3 separate regions of the Zea mays genome follow, and all the other regions are linked to region 2. A link is a contact called in public Hi-C data. All regions are on one chromosome and are shown on one strand. The core of a region is the stretch at or near the end of the contact, and the rest is flanking DNA. Distances in the headings are between cores, read along the strand shown. Region 1 holds the start of LOC100274598 (putative DUF1421 domain family protein). Region 2 holds the start of LOC100283035. Region 3 holds the start of LOC100272710 (Ras-related protein RABA1f).

Region 1 (3,790 bases), core at 487-2,986, 650 kb after region 2:
ATTTCATTCCATAAACCTTTAAAAAAAACCAGAAGCCAAGGTCCGCAGCCCCTAGGCCAACAAGGAAAAATCATAGCAAGACAGCATATGTTTTTCCTTTTTTTGGGGGGGGGGGGGGGGGGGGGGGGGAGCTTTACGAAACTTTCTTACAGCATCTAATCCCTCTATCCCTTAATAAATAGATTCCTAAAACAAAAAATTGTCTACAAATAAATCAGCCTCTAGGAGATCGAAGTCCCCTCGTATTTACTGCGCCTCCTTTCTCCATCTCCACCAATCCAACCTTGAGTTTGTGTAGTTTGTCTAACGATTCAACTGACAGATCATCCCATCATATTTCAGTTACATGATTTAGTTCGAAAACACTGCCCATTCATGACATATATTTTGTACTGTTCAGTCATAAACCAACACTTCGGCGAATTGCTACTTAAATAATAGTCTACAAGAAACAGGAGACCGAATCTAGTTACGGAAAATTTTGAAACCAAACATAAAGCGTTCAGGTTAATGGCGATGATACTTCGCAGCAGACAGTAGTGCTAGTGCCTAGTGCATCATGCAATGGAGCTGAAATAAAAACAGCAAAGTACTAAGATATTTCAATGCAAAAAATGATATACCTCTTTCACTTGCTTTTCAACGCACCGGAAGTTCAGATTTGCTTCGTTATGATAATCCATCACGTCACTTCGTAATTCTCCAATGGACCTTTCCAGTCTATAGCAGTATAACTCCAACTGTGACAACCTACCGCTGATAACGTCCAGTGAATTCAACAGGTTATCTGCTTGTTTCTTCATGCAGCTTTCTATAGCGTGTGTTACGATTTCTTTAGAGATCTTCTCTTGCTCATGGAAATTAACAAATGACATCAACAGCCTGTTCTCCTGGAAATCCTGATTCATTGGGATAACAGACATATTAGACCACATAGGATGAACATAACAGTTCAGCATATAAGATGAACAATCTCTCCTGTGTCTAGTTACAGAGAACAGAAACACAACAACTTCACGTATCACTGCATCAGGCGCCTAAGGAAAAATCTCCTAATTGGCATGCTACCCTAGTTGTAGCAAGAGCCCCACGAATTTGTATAAAAAAGTCGGCCGATACAAACGAGAAACCTCAACTGGCTAACTCGTCCACTCCTTTGACTCCAACGGGCCAGAATAACCAGGAAAAGAAAAGGCAGAACCCAAACCCTAGGCTTCAAAAGCGGCCAACGAAGATCCATATCCGCAGTCACACGCAACGCAGACGATAACCCCGCAACCGTTGGCACAAACCAGAACAAGGCAGCACGGTGCACCCCCATCCCCGGCAACGAGCAATGAACGAACCGGCCGCTCCTGTCAACGCACCCACGCGTCAGGCGCGGAGATCTCGCGCGGGTAGATCGAAAGGCGGGCGGGCGGGCTCGTACCTTGTGCCGGAGCGCCTGGTCGAAGGAGCAGCGCTTGGGGTCGGGCGAGAGGCCGAAGGCGCCGGAGACGGACGCGGCGACGGGCCGGGCCGGGGACGCCATGCTACGGGTCGGCGGCGGTCGGCGGCTGCGCTAGGGTTTCCTCAGGGGGGAGGCTCTGCGGTGGTCAGAGGATTCGAACGGGAAGGGGAGGGAAGCGACGACGAAAGGGAGGACTGGAGGAGGAGGCGTGGGCGAGGAGCGGAAGCCAAGAGAAAAGAAGAGTAAAAGCTAAAGTAGCGTTCGAAAAAAGCGGTGCAAAGAGCCACCACCCCCACCCCACCCCCGCCGGCCGCCGTATTTATTCCGCGCCCGCATCGACAATGCAGTGCAGTCGTCCCGCCGCGAGCGGTGGAGCCGTGGTTGAGGGGAAAGCGAAAAGCACGGCGCCGCGGTCACGCGACGCGACCCGAGCGAGGGCGCCTGCGTGCGCGCCTGCCTCCTGCCCGTTGCGGTTGGTCAGGTCCTGGACCGTGCGCGTTGCCGTGCAGTGGAGCCGCTCGTGATCCGCGCGGGTCAATGCCACTTGCCACGCGCCTGGTTTTATTGCACCGCACGCGTGTTTCACGACTTGCAGCGATCGTGTTTCACGACTTGCGTGGACACGGCGCCCATCACCGTGTCCTAATCCTAATCCCGCGCGACACTGTAGATCGTACTGCCAGTGCAACTGGATCCTCGGGAAGACGTGCAGTCATACTTTATTCTAGAATGCAATTATTTGTGCGACACCGAAATGTATACTCGTTTGTTAAGGATAATCCAGCCTACGACGACGGCTACAATTGTGTGGATCTTCTAGAGCGTTCACCGTTTTACGTTCTTGACTCCGGCAGCTAGCTGCTGCGTGGATCTGACCTGCACTGTTTTTAGGGACGACGACGCGTTCAAAATAGACGGGCAGGTTTGGCTCGACCAATCGACAAGTCAATGGTATCTTGCTTACCAAAACCTACCCAACTTGGCAACTTGGGTCTTGGGTTGAGTCTCATACATATATGGATGGACTAGCACTAGCCTAAAGATACACTGCTGCACGTCCACGTTTCATCTAGAGCGACACATATTTTTTTTCTTTTTGGTCATAGGCCGGCCTTTTCCAAACCCCGGACGTTGATCTCCCGCCCGAAAGCTGCGGCTGCGAGCGTGCCCACGGAGCCGAAATGTACTGGCTCGGCTCGAAGCTCTGAGCTGCGGATAGGCACGGGGGTGAAGCGAATCTGGAGGTGAGCTGTCACGCTGACTTGGATTCGGGGGTTGGCTGCCGGCTGGTGACGTCCCCTCCCTGCCCTGCCACACAAAAACCTGGTGGTCTGTGCTGCGCGGCGCGGGGGCGTGGGATGTGGCTGGCGACGTCCCGGTGATCCCTTTCGCCGGGCCGGCGTTGCGGGGCGGGGCGGGCCACAGTGCCGCATGCTGCCACCGCCCACCGGGAGCAGGCGAATCCATGCACGAAATTTGGGTTCTGACCCGATCTTTGTGCTCTCAACAATTACAACTTGGCCACCAGACCAGCCCACCATGGCTTACGACTTGTTAACTTTGTGGTGGGTACTGGGTAGTCCAGTCAGCGAAGTTGGCCGACGGTGTACGATGGATGGCCAACATGGGCTACGCCGATTGAGGCCCATCAACACGGGAGTGGGCTACGGCCTGTTTGACGTCGCACCACGGTCCACGACAACCTCGTCGTATTCCGATTCGGTCGGCGCGACTCCTCAACTGAAACTGTGTCATTGTCTGTCAGTGCTCGCCGCGCGGATCTAGGGGGAGGGGGGCCGTGCCCGGCGCGGACGCCGGGATGCCGATCTGCGCGCCGTCGTCCGACTCCTCGGCCTCGGCCTCGTCGGGCTTGGGCGCCCGCGTCTGGGTGCTCCACGGGCTAGCGCTCGGCGCGGCGGCCGCGGCCGCTGCCGTTGCGTACCTGTACCGGCGGCCGACCGGGTTCCGCAGCCGCGCGGTGGGGATCATACCCGCGCGCTTCGCCTCCACGCGCTTCGAGGGCAAGCCGCTCGTTCCCATCCTCGGCAAGCCCATGATCCAGGTCCGTCTCCTTCTTGCTGACTTGGACTCGTCACATCTTTCAGAGAGAGCGAGGTGGGTGGGGGATCGTACCTGCAACTCGCGGTTAGGACTGCGAGGGGAGGTCGAATCCAATTGTGCTGTTTCCGTGTAGACTGAACTGCACAGTAGCTGTTCTGTTGCTTACCGAAATGTTGTGAGCCGTTATGTCATCCAGACTTGATTCCTCACAGTTCAATGAGTGTTCAGCAATAAAAAAAAGTCTGGCTTGAGTTCAATGAATTTCGATTTGATGGGGTT
Region 2 (4,373 bases), core at 357-2,856:
CAAAGGAGGGAACTGCTGCTATTGCTATGTGCGTGTTTCAGGCAAAAGACATGATGCAGCAAAAGGGAAGATGTGTGGTGTCCAACGCACTGCTACCACACATGTCTGTCCGATCTCTTGCACTGTCTGCACTTCCCTGTTCTCTTTTCACTGCAAGAAAATGCTTGGAACACAAGCGACTGCGACACGGCTACAGCAAGCAACCAGCTAGTATGTTAAGCGTATAGTACGCTCGGATTAAACAAACAAAAGCAGGTCCAGATCTCGGAGGCCAAAGATCCATCCAGTGAAAGAGGAAGCACTACTTGTGTACATCACATTAGGTTACAAATACAAATCACCAATAGAAATCCGCCGAAAGGAAAAGGGGAGAGAAAGGAAGGGGAAGAAAGAATTAATAAAGCCACAAATGCATGGATGGGTACATGGATGGATGGGGCACACCAACTCTATGATCGTATCGACCGTGCGACATTGTATGGCAATGCACGGCGCGCGGCGCAGGAGCGATCGATCGCCACCGCAGTAGCGCCGCGCCGTGTGATCTCAAATCTGAACGATGGTGACTGACTCTATCCTCCCTCTCCCCATCAGAAGAGGCCGGCGCCGAGGGCAGCAGCGGCGAGCGCCGAGAGCGCGGCGGCGGCCCAGCTGCCGGCGGCGCCGGGCGTGGCGGCCGCCTTCTGGTCGTCGGAGGCGGAGGTGTCGTCGTCGGCCGTGGGCGGCTCGGCGATGCCGGCGGCCTTCTTCTTCTTCTTGGTCTTGGACTTGGCGGGTGCCGGGGCCGGCGCGGGCGCCGGGGTGGGCGGCTTGGGCCCGAACAGCTCGTAGGGGAGCGGCACCTTGTCGACGGGGTAGATGGCGAGCGGGAAGTCCTTGCTGACGGGGCTGCCCAGCAGCATCCAGTTGACGCCCGTGGACACGTTGACGTTGTTGCCCGACCGCTTGATGTCGTACCTGTAGGGCCCGTCGTGGCCGGAGCCCTGCGTGTTGACCTTGCCGTCGAGGGTGCCGAGCATGGAGAGGCTGTAGAAGCGGGGCAGCACGCAGTAGAGGACGAGCTGGATCTGGTCCTGCGGCGACAGCCCGTTGAGCACGCCGGCCTTCATCTTGTCGAAGGCGGCGTTGGTGGGCGCCATGATGGTCAGCCCGTTGTAGCTGTCCGTCAGCTGCGCGTTGATCTGCGTGTCCACGCGCGTGTCGTGCAGCAGCTGCTTGAACTCGCTGAACTGGTCGTCCTTGAGCGCCTTGTTCACGTCTGTGGGAGGGGCCGCGTCCGCCGCGCCCGCGCCGGACGACGACGACGCCGCCGGCCCTGGCGCCGCCTTCGCCGCCGCCGGAGCCTTCGGGGCGGCCTTTTGAGCTGCGCTCAGCAGCGGTGACGCCGCCGCCAGGAGCACCAGGAGGGTGGCGAGGCGAGGCGTGCTGGTGGTGGCCATGCTGCTGCTGCTGCTGCTAGCTGGTGGCGTTGGATCTGATGGAGCCTACACTGCCTGCCCTGCTCTGCCTGCCTGTTCAATACACCTATTATAGCTGCGGTTGGTGGCGACGCCTTGCAGTTGCAGCCAGCCAGCGCGCGTCCAGAGTGTGCGTGCGTGTTTGCGCGGGGAGCACCGGCACCGGCACGTTCGAGCCTGGCTGGCCCTTATAGGGCGAACTTTGCGACCGTGGCAAGTCAGGTGTCACGGCACCCCAACCAGCGCTCTTCTCTCTTTACGTGCGCCGCGATGTGATCCTCCAACCACCGGACCGGAGCTTCAGCTCAGCAAGCTACCATGACAGCACGTTGGTAGCGCCATACAGGTAGGCGTGCCTGTACTCTGCTCGTATGCGTATGCACGATTGCACGTACGTACTTGCGGGCTGCCGCATGTGGCGTCGAGTCAGGCTTGCCAACTTGCCAGAGAGTGATGTCCTACCTGCAATGGCACTGCAACTGCAACGCAAAAAGGGAGCCCCAAATATCTCCTTTTCCCTTCTTTTTTTCGTTTTTCCTTTCTCTACATCGATACAGTGCAAGATGTTTCTTTGGATCTGTGTACAGCCTGGCCTGGCCTCTCATCTGTATGTATGCCGTGCATATGGTGGCCGCGACAGTTCTGTCGGCTGGGACTGGGAGTTTCTGTATATTCATCAGCTAGCGCGGGGAAAGACAAACAAAGTGGCTGCTTGACAGCTATGCAGTGCTGCATCATGTACGTATGCTGATTTGTCTGTACTAATAATAAAAAGAAAAGAAAAGAATAATATGGTAATCATGCTGTGTTTGAGAGGCAACTGGGCAAAGACGAATCCCACCGACAGTCTACGCCCCTGCTTTCTTCTTCTAATGCAAGCTGCGTGTCAGCTTCAGACCACAGCTGTAAATGCAGTGACAGCGTCTGCGCAACGCGGCCACGACGACGTGCGCACTGAAAACCCGTCCGGCGTGTATATACGATGCAAACAGCAGCCCCCTCCTGAATTACACTGAATTCTTACTAGAGGTCTGAATTCTTACAGTGAAAATCTTATTGAACGCTGCTGTGCAGATCTGCTGGGTTTCCCTGAACCAACCGCCGCGGAAATTGGTGGGCGGTGGCTACGCCAGTGCGTATTTGCGTCTGCAGCGGCGTGGAAAATGCGAGGGGGGCGGTCATAGAAAGCAGCGGTGGAGTGGAAGTAGGCAGAGACGAAGGCGCGCGAGGGAGATACCGGCGACGGCGATGCGGCAGCGGCCGGAGAAGGACCGCCGATCAGCAAGGCCCGCTCAATCGACAGTCCCGTTCGTCTTCGGCGACACGCCAAGCAGAAGCTGCCAAGTACAGTGGACAATTGGACATGGTGTTCTCAAGCCCTCGACAGCACATAATATAATAACTCTAAAAAGGAAATCTGAAGCTGCCAAGTACAGTGGACAATTGGACATGGTGTCATGGGAAATCTCTGGTTTGAGTTGAGACTTTCAGAAGTGTGGTGGATTCGACGAGAGCTGGGTAATTAAAGTCCATCGCCGAGTGATCGGATCGGGATTTGGCCCCTGCAGATCTCGCCATGTGCGTATGACTACTGAGCGTACGCGAGCGAGACACTGGACGGACGCTGCGTGCGAGAAAAAAATAACGTCGGCCGGCGACAGGTGAGCACTGAGGCACCCGTCGCCACTTGAACAACAAGCTTGAGCTGAGGCCGGGAGAAGAGATCGAAGAAAACCGACGGCTCAACGAGAGCTGCTCGGCGTTGGCGACCACACGCTGACGGACATGCCATCGCTCTCACAGTCTCACCTCGCCCGGGTTCAATCACACGCTACGCTCCAGCAGCAGCACCAGCACCACCAAACCCACCGTCACTTGCGGCCGCAAGCACTATCACGCGAACCGCACAAGTTAAATGAAGCTTCGTGGCTCTGGGTCTGGACAGGGCTGCGCTGAGTGCGGGCTCTTCCTGGGCCTGTTTGGGCTCTGGGGCCGGGCTAAGCATGCATTTTCCAGTCACATGGCCTGCTAAATCACTGAATTGTAAGAGGGCCCCGGGGTGGAGCCGCTGCAAGATGGGACTTTTGAAATTTTAAAAACGCACACTGAACTGAAACAACGCTGAAGCAAACGGAGCACTACTGATTCTGCTAACAAAAGAAGAGAAAAAATTACTAATTCTAGCCATGCACGGTCAGACTCGAGACCACTCATGAGAAGAAAAGATGCATGGAGAAATTAACAGCTGGCTTCATCAACATTCAGGGACAGATCCAGGTTACTAGAACTCCAGAAGAGAAACAAACCGCAAGAAGACGAGCTCTTTTGTGCTCGACAAGCACGAACCATGTTTACATTCTCACAACAGGGACAGGAAGGAGGCCGCGGCGGCCAGGAACAGCAGAGCGGGCAGCGAGCTCCATCCGGCGGTCCTGCTGGCGCCGCGCGCGGCCGCGCCGGAGGGCGGCGCGTCAGCCGAGCCGGCGGCGGGCGCCTCGGCGACGGACCCGCCCTTGGCCGGCTTCCTGGCGGCGGGCGGCGCGGACGCCGGGGGCTTGACGCCGAACAGGTCGTTGGCCAGCAGCACCTGGTCGACGGAGTAGACGGCGAGGGGCTGCTGCGCGCGCAGGGCCTGGCCGACGCGGGTGGCGACGAGGCCCGTGGACACGTTGGCCTGGCCGCTGCTGTCGGCGGTGATGTTGAGCGTGTAGGGCCCGTCGGAGCCCGACGCCTGCGTACGCACGGGGTTGCTGGCGGTCTCGAAGGAGTCGAGCGAGTAGAACTGCGGCAGGACGTGGTACTGCACCAGCGACACCTGCTCCTGCTGCGACAGCTTGTTCAGCGTGCCGGGCTTGAGGCTGGAGAAGGCGCTGTCGGTGGGCGCGAACACCGTGTACCCGCTGCCGAACGAGTTGT
Region 3 (4,429 bases), core at 1,646-4,145, 620 kb before region 2:
CAATTATGCGATATGCTTGAAAGTAATGCCGAAGCTTTCTAGAGGCCATTAACACAGCATATAGCACCTTCTCCAATTCTGTATAATTTTTCTTTGACAGACTTATAATTTTAGAGACAAAGTACACTGGAGCTTGCTTTTTGGCTTGGCCATCTAGCTTCTCCTGTACAAGTGCCGCACTCACTGCAGAATGCGAAGCCGCAACATATAAGAGCAATGGAGCCCTGGTGAAGGTGGGGTTAATGTTGTTAAATCAATCAAATATTGCTTCAACTCTTCGAAGGCTTTTTGCTGAGCCAGGCCCCATTGAAAGACTTCGGCTGACTTCAGTATTTCAAAGAAGGACAAATTTCTTTCTGCTGATCTGGATATGAATCTGTTTAATGATGCTAGTCTACCTGCCAGCCGTTGAGCCCCTTTCTTTGTACTTGACGGTTCCATCCGAAGGATAGCTTCAATCTTGCTTGGGTTAGCTTCAATTCCCTTCGTTGATACTAGACAACCAAGGAACTTGCCCTTCTTTACCCCAAAAACACATTTTTCTGGATTTAACTTCAAACCAGCTTGCCTGAAATTGGCAAATGTCTCTTGCAAATCAGCAATGTGATTTTCTTGCTTCATGATTTTAACTATGATATCATCGACATAGGTCAGCACATTTCTGCCTATTTGAGAATGAAGGACTCTGGCTATCATTCTGCTGAAGCTTCCTCCGGCATTTTTAAGCCCCTCAGGCATCCGAAGATAGCAATATGTGTCACTGGGGGTTATAAAGCTAGTCTTCGGCTCGTCTTCCTTCTTTATCCAGATTTGGTGGTAGCCTGAGTAACAATCTAGTAGACTCATGAGCTCTGACGAAGCTGCTGCATCTACTAGAGAATCTATTCTTGACAATGGGAACTCATCCTTTGGACAAGCCTTGTTAAGATCTGTAAAATCAATGCGCATTCTCCATTTACCGTTGGCCTTCTTCACCATAACAGTGTTGGCTAGCCACTCTGGGTATTTCACCTCTCTGATAACGCCAGCACTAAGAAGCCTCTTCACTTCGTTCCGAGCACCTTCAGCTTTGTCGTCAGACATTTTCCGAAGCCTTTGTTTTCTTGGCCGAAAAGATGGATCCACATTGAGTGAATGCTCAATAACATCTCTGTTGACACCGCAAAGATAATTGGCTGACGAAGTGAAAACATCTTTGTTGTTGAATAGAAATCTTAGCAAATTCTTCTCCTGCTCTTCAGATAACTGAGACCCCAGTAGTACCTTTTGTTCTGCTATATCTTCACATAGAAGCATGGGCTTCGGCTGATCTGCCGAAGCAGCCTTTTCTCTCTTGTATCTGTACTGCTCACAAGCTTCGACTCCATCTATATTATGGATTGCCTTTGAATCTGTCCAGTTTCCTTCGGCCTTTCTGGCAGCTTCTTGACTCCCATGAACAGCAATGGGCCCTTGTTCCGAAGGTATCTTCATGCACAGATATGCTGGATAAAGTATTGCTTCGAAAGCATTAAGTGTGCCTCGACCAATGATTGCATTATAGGGGTACTCCATGTCGACAATGTCAAAGATAACCTGCTCAGTCCTTGTGTTACGAACAAAGCCGAAGGTTACTGGCATTGTGATTTTGCCAAGCGCTGCAATTTGCCTTCCTCCGAAGCCACATAGAGGATGTGTAGCATCATGAATCTTATCCTCTGGTTCTTGCATCTGTCTGAAGGCTTTGGCAAATATGATATCCGCTGCACTGTCTGTATCAACCAGAACATTATGGACCAGAAAACCCTTGATGACACAAGATATGACCATAGCATCATTATGGGGGTAATCTTTGAGCTGAAGGTCCTCTTGGGAGAAGGTGATTGGGATGTGGGACCATTTTGACTTGATGAAGGGTCCCTGCACCCCAACATGTTGTACCCTTCTCTGTGCTTCCTTCTTCTGCTTCTTGTTAGCCGGCTCTGAACCTGAGCCGCCTGTTATCGGAAGCACCAGCTTCGTAGCCGAAGATGCTTCGGCTTGGTTGCTGAACGAAGCCATCAGCTCAAAAGTGGAAGTGAGTTCACCGGAGGGGGCGCCAATGTTGTTGGGGACTTGTTCTCAAATGCTATGAACTAAGAACAAGACAACACAAAAGTAGATTAATGGTTAATGTCCTTTGTCCTTCGAAGCATTATTTTCCTAAGGATATAACGATCTTCGGACGAAGTTTATGAAGGACGTGCCTTCACCATCACAGCATATATCAATGAAAGATGAAGCCTATGAAACATGAAAAATAACATGGATAATCATATGACATTATAATATATTTCTTATTATACAATCATGAACGAATAAGAATAACATAAGGTTACATTTGTACCTTCGGCTTGACAGAAGGTATGAGAACAAACGTAACGCACAAGCGAGTACAAATCAGCGTGAATAGTACGGGGGTAATGTTCATCTATTTATAAGCACAGGGCGCAGCCTGTGTGAAATTACATTTACACCCTTTACAATCGATTACAATCATGACACAAACTATCATGGGTCAATCTGTCTTTTCATCTTTAAGTCGGTGCAACCCTTCATCTCAAGGCATATCGTTATGCCGAAGTTCCCTGAAAGGTAGCTTCGGCGTTATTTCTGTGCTGATCTTCCGAATGTGTTTTTTTTACAGGACCTTCGGCTATGAAGCAGACCCCAACACAATATTTTGCACTGCATACAAAGTTTTAGAAAATGGTTTTAGACAATAATTAGAGACCGTAATATAGAACATGGTTTTAAAAAATGCCTAGGTGGATTTAGGACCAGATAGCCGTGCTAGACCCGAGACATACAGGTCAGTTGGAAACATGGTATTAAAATGAACTCGTCTCTAGCATTGATCCAAGAAAAAAAAAACACGCACCCGCGTCCGCGTGCTCTCTGCCCCCTGCCCCCCTCCCATCTGCGCCGCCCTCCTCATCCACCGCCCGTCCCGCCGCCGCCAGCCCAAGGCCAGGCATCCGCCAGCCTCTCGCACCACGCGTATCGCGTGCCCGCCCGACCGGCTCGTGGCGATGGCGTACCGGGCGGACGACGACTACGACTACCTATTCAAGGTGGTGCTCATCGGGGACTCCGGCGTCGGCAAGTCCAACCTGCTCTCGCGCTTCACGCGCAACGAGTTCAGCCTCGAGTCCAAGTCCACCATCGGCGTCGAGTTCGCCACCCGCAGCATCCACGTCGACGACAAGGTCGTCAAGGCCCAGATCTGGGACACCGCCGGTCAGGAAAGGTACGACCCCCAATCCCCCATCCCCCAGATCCACCTGTGCTCTGCGAGGCGCGTCGACCCCTTTATTTCCCGGTATCTCATCTCTGATCGAGTCCACTCGTTACCGACTGCCATGTCTGCGTCCTAGTATGGATTTCTGTAGCTTAGTTTGGTCGGTGCCCCCTCTTAACCTAATTGCTGTTGGCCTGGTCCATTGCACATGGACGCAAATTAACTGCCTCGATCACCATTAGAAGAAAAAATGGAAAGAATCTGCGCTCGTTCAATTCAATTCACATCGTCCGTGATCGCACGTGCCGTCTTCAATCTGCCACATTCCTAGCAACCAGAAACACGCTGTTGAGATCGTGCAGGTGTCAGGTTGTTTCGCTAGATATGAAATTATGGTTGTTGAGGACTTGAGGTAGTGGATAGAAATCATAGCCATAGCCCTGTGCTGAACTGTTCGATTGATCAACGGTCTATAGAGACAAAATAAAAATACTGTAGAAAAAGTAGAAGCCCGTGGATTAAAGCCACTTAAAACATTGCCACTCATTGTTATAATTGTCACTGTGTTTATGAATTGTGTGTCCATCCAGAGTGATTGACTGCTAGCTGTGTGATATAGGAGTACCATTGTTCATGTGGCTTCTGCTGTTCAACTCTTTTCTGCACCTCAGCTAACTAATCGTTTGGTCGGTCAATGCTTCTGCAGGTACCGTGCTATCACGAGCGCGTACTACCGCGGAGCAGTAGGGGCGCTCGTCGTCTACGACGTCACGCGGCACGTCACCTTCGAGAACGTGGAGAGGTGGATGAGGGAGCTCAGGGACCACACGGACGCCAACATCGTGATCATGCTGGTTGGGAACAAGGCGGACCTGCGCCACCTCAGGGCTGTCCCGACCGAGGACGCCAAGGCCTTTGCCGAGAGGGAGAACGCCTTCTTCATGGAGACGTCGGCCCTGGAGGCGATGAACGTGGAGGGCGCCTTCACCGAGGTGCTCACCCAGATCTACCACGTCGTGAGCAAGAAGGCCCTCGACATCGGCGATGACCCCGCAGCGCCTCCCAGGGGCCAGACCATCAGTGTCGGCGGCAAGGACGATGTGTCCGCAGTGAAGAAGTCTGCCTGCTGTTCGTCTTAGCTTGGAAGGGGGTAGGACATGTACTTGGGTT

The links. Hi-C and Micro-C count contacts between places; a contact is called where the count stands out from the background.
Region 1: a Hi-C map of endosperm shows a contact between it and region 2, with 6 times the contacts expected there. The contact joins the promoter of LOC100274598 here to the promoter of LOC100283035 in region 2. A contact is called at or near these places in 5 of 25 Hi-C or Micro-C datasets (bundle sheath, endosperm, leaf and 2 more).
Region 3: a Hi-C map of endosperm shows a contact between it and region 2, with 4 times the contacts expected there. The contact joins the promoter of LOC100272710 here to the promoter of LOC100283035 in region 2. A contact is called at or near these places in 2 of 25 Hi-C or Micro-C datasets (bundle sheath and endosperm).

Annotation. Positions count from the first base shown.
Region 1 is chr8:70,201,573-70,205,362 of Zm-B73-REFERENCE-NAM-5.0, reverse strand. It overlaps LOC100274598 (putative DUF1421 domain family protein), which reads right to left and starts at 1,736. Exons shown (of 3, transcript NM_001148950.1): 1 at 1,430-1,736; 2 at 624-899. The coding sequence starts at 1,531. It overlaps LOC542667 (CMP-KDO synthetase 1), which reads left to right and starts at 3,210. Exons shown (of 8, transcript NM_001112187.1): 1 at 3,210-3,512. The coding sequence starts at 3,270.
Region 2 is chr8:70,849,379-70,853,751 of Zm-B73-REFERENCE-NAM-5.0, reverse strand. It overlaps LOC100283035, which reads right to left and starts at 1,606. Exons shown (of 1, transcript NM_001155937.2): 1 at 1-1,606. The coding sequence starts at 1,439. The coding sequence ends at 591. LOC109941448 (fasciclin-like arabinogalactan protein 9) reads right to left here. Exons shown (of 1, transcript XM_020542414.3): 1 at 3,518-4,373. The coding sequence ends at 3,817.
Region 3 is chr8:71,473,062-71,477,490 of Zm-B73-REFERENCE-NAM-5.0, reverse strand. LOC100272710 (Ras-related protein RABA1f) reads left to right here and starts at 2,895. Exons shown (of 2, transcript NM_001147163.1): 1 at 2,895-3,268; 2 at 3,966-4,429. The coding sequence starts at 3,051. The coding sequence ends at 4,398.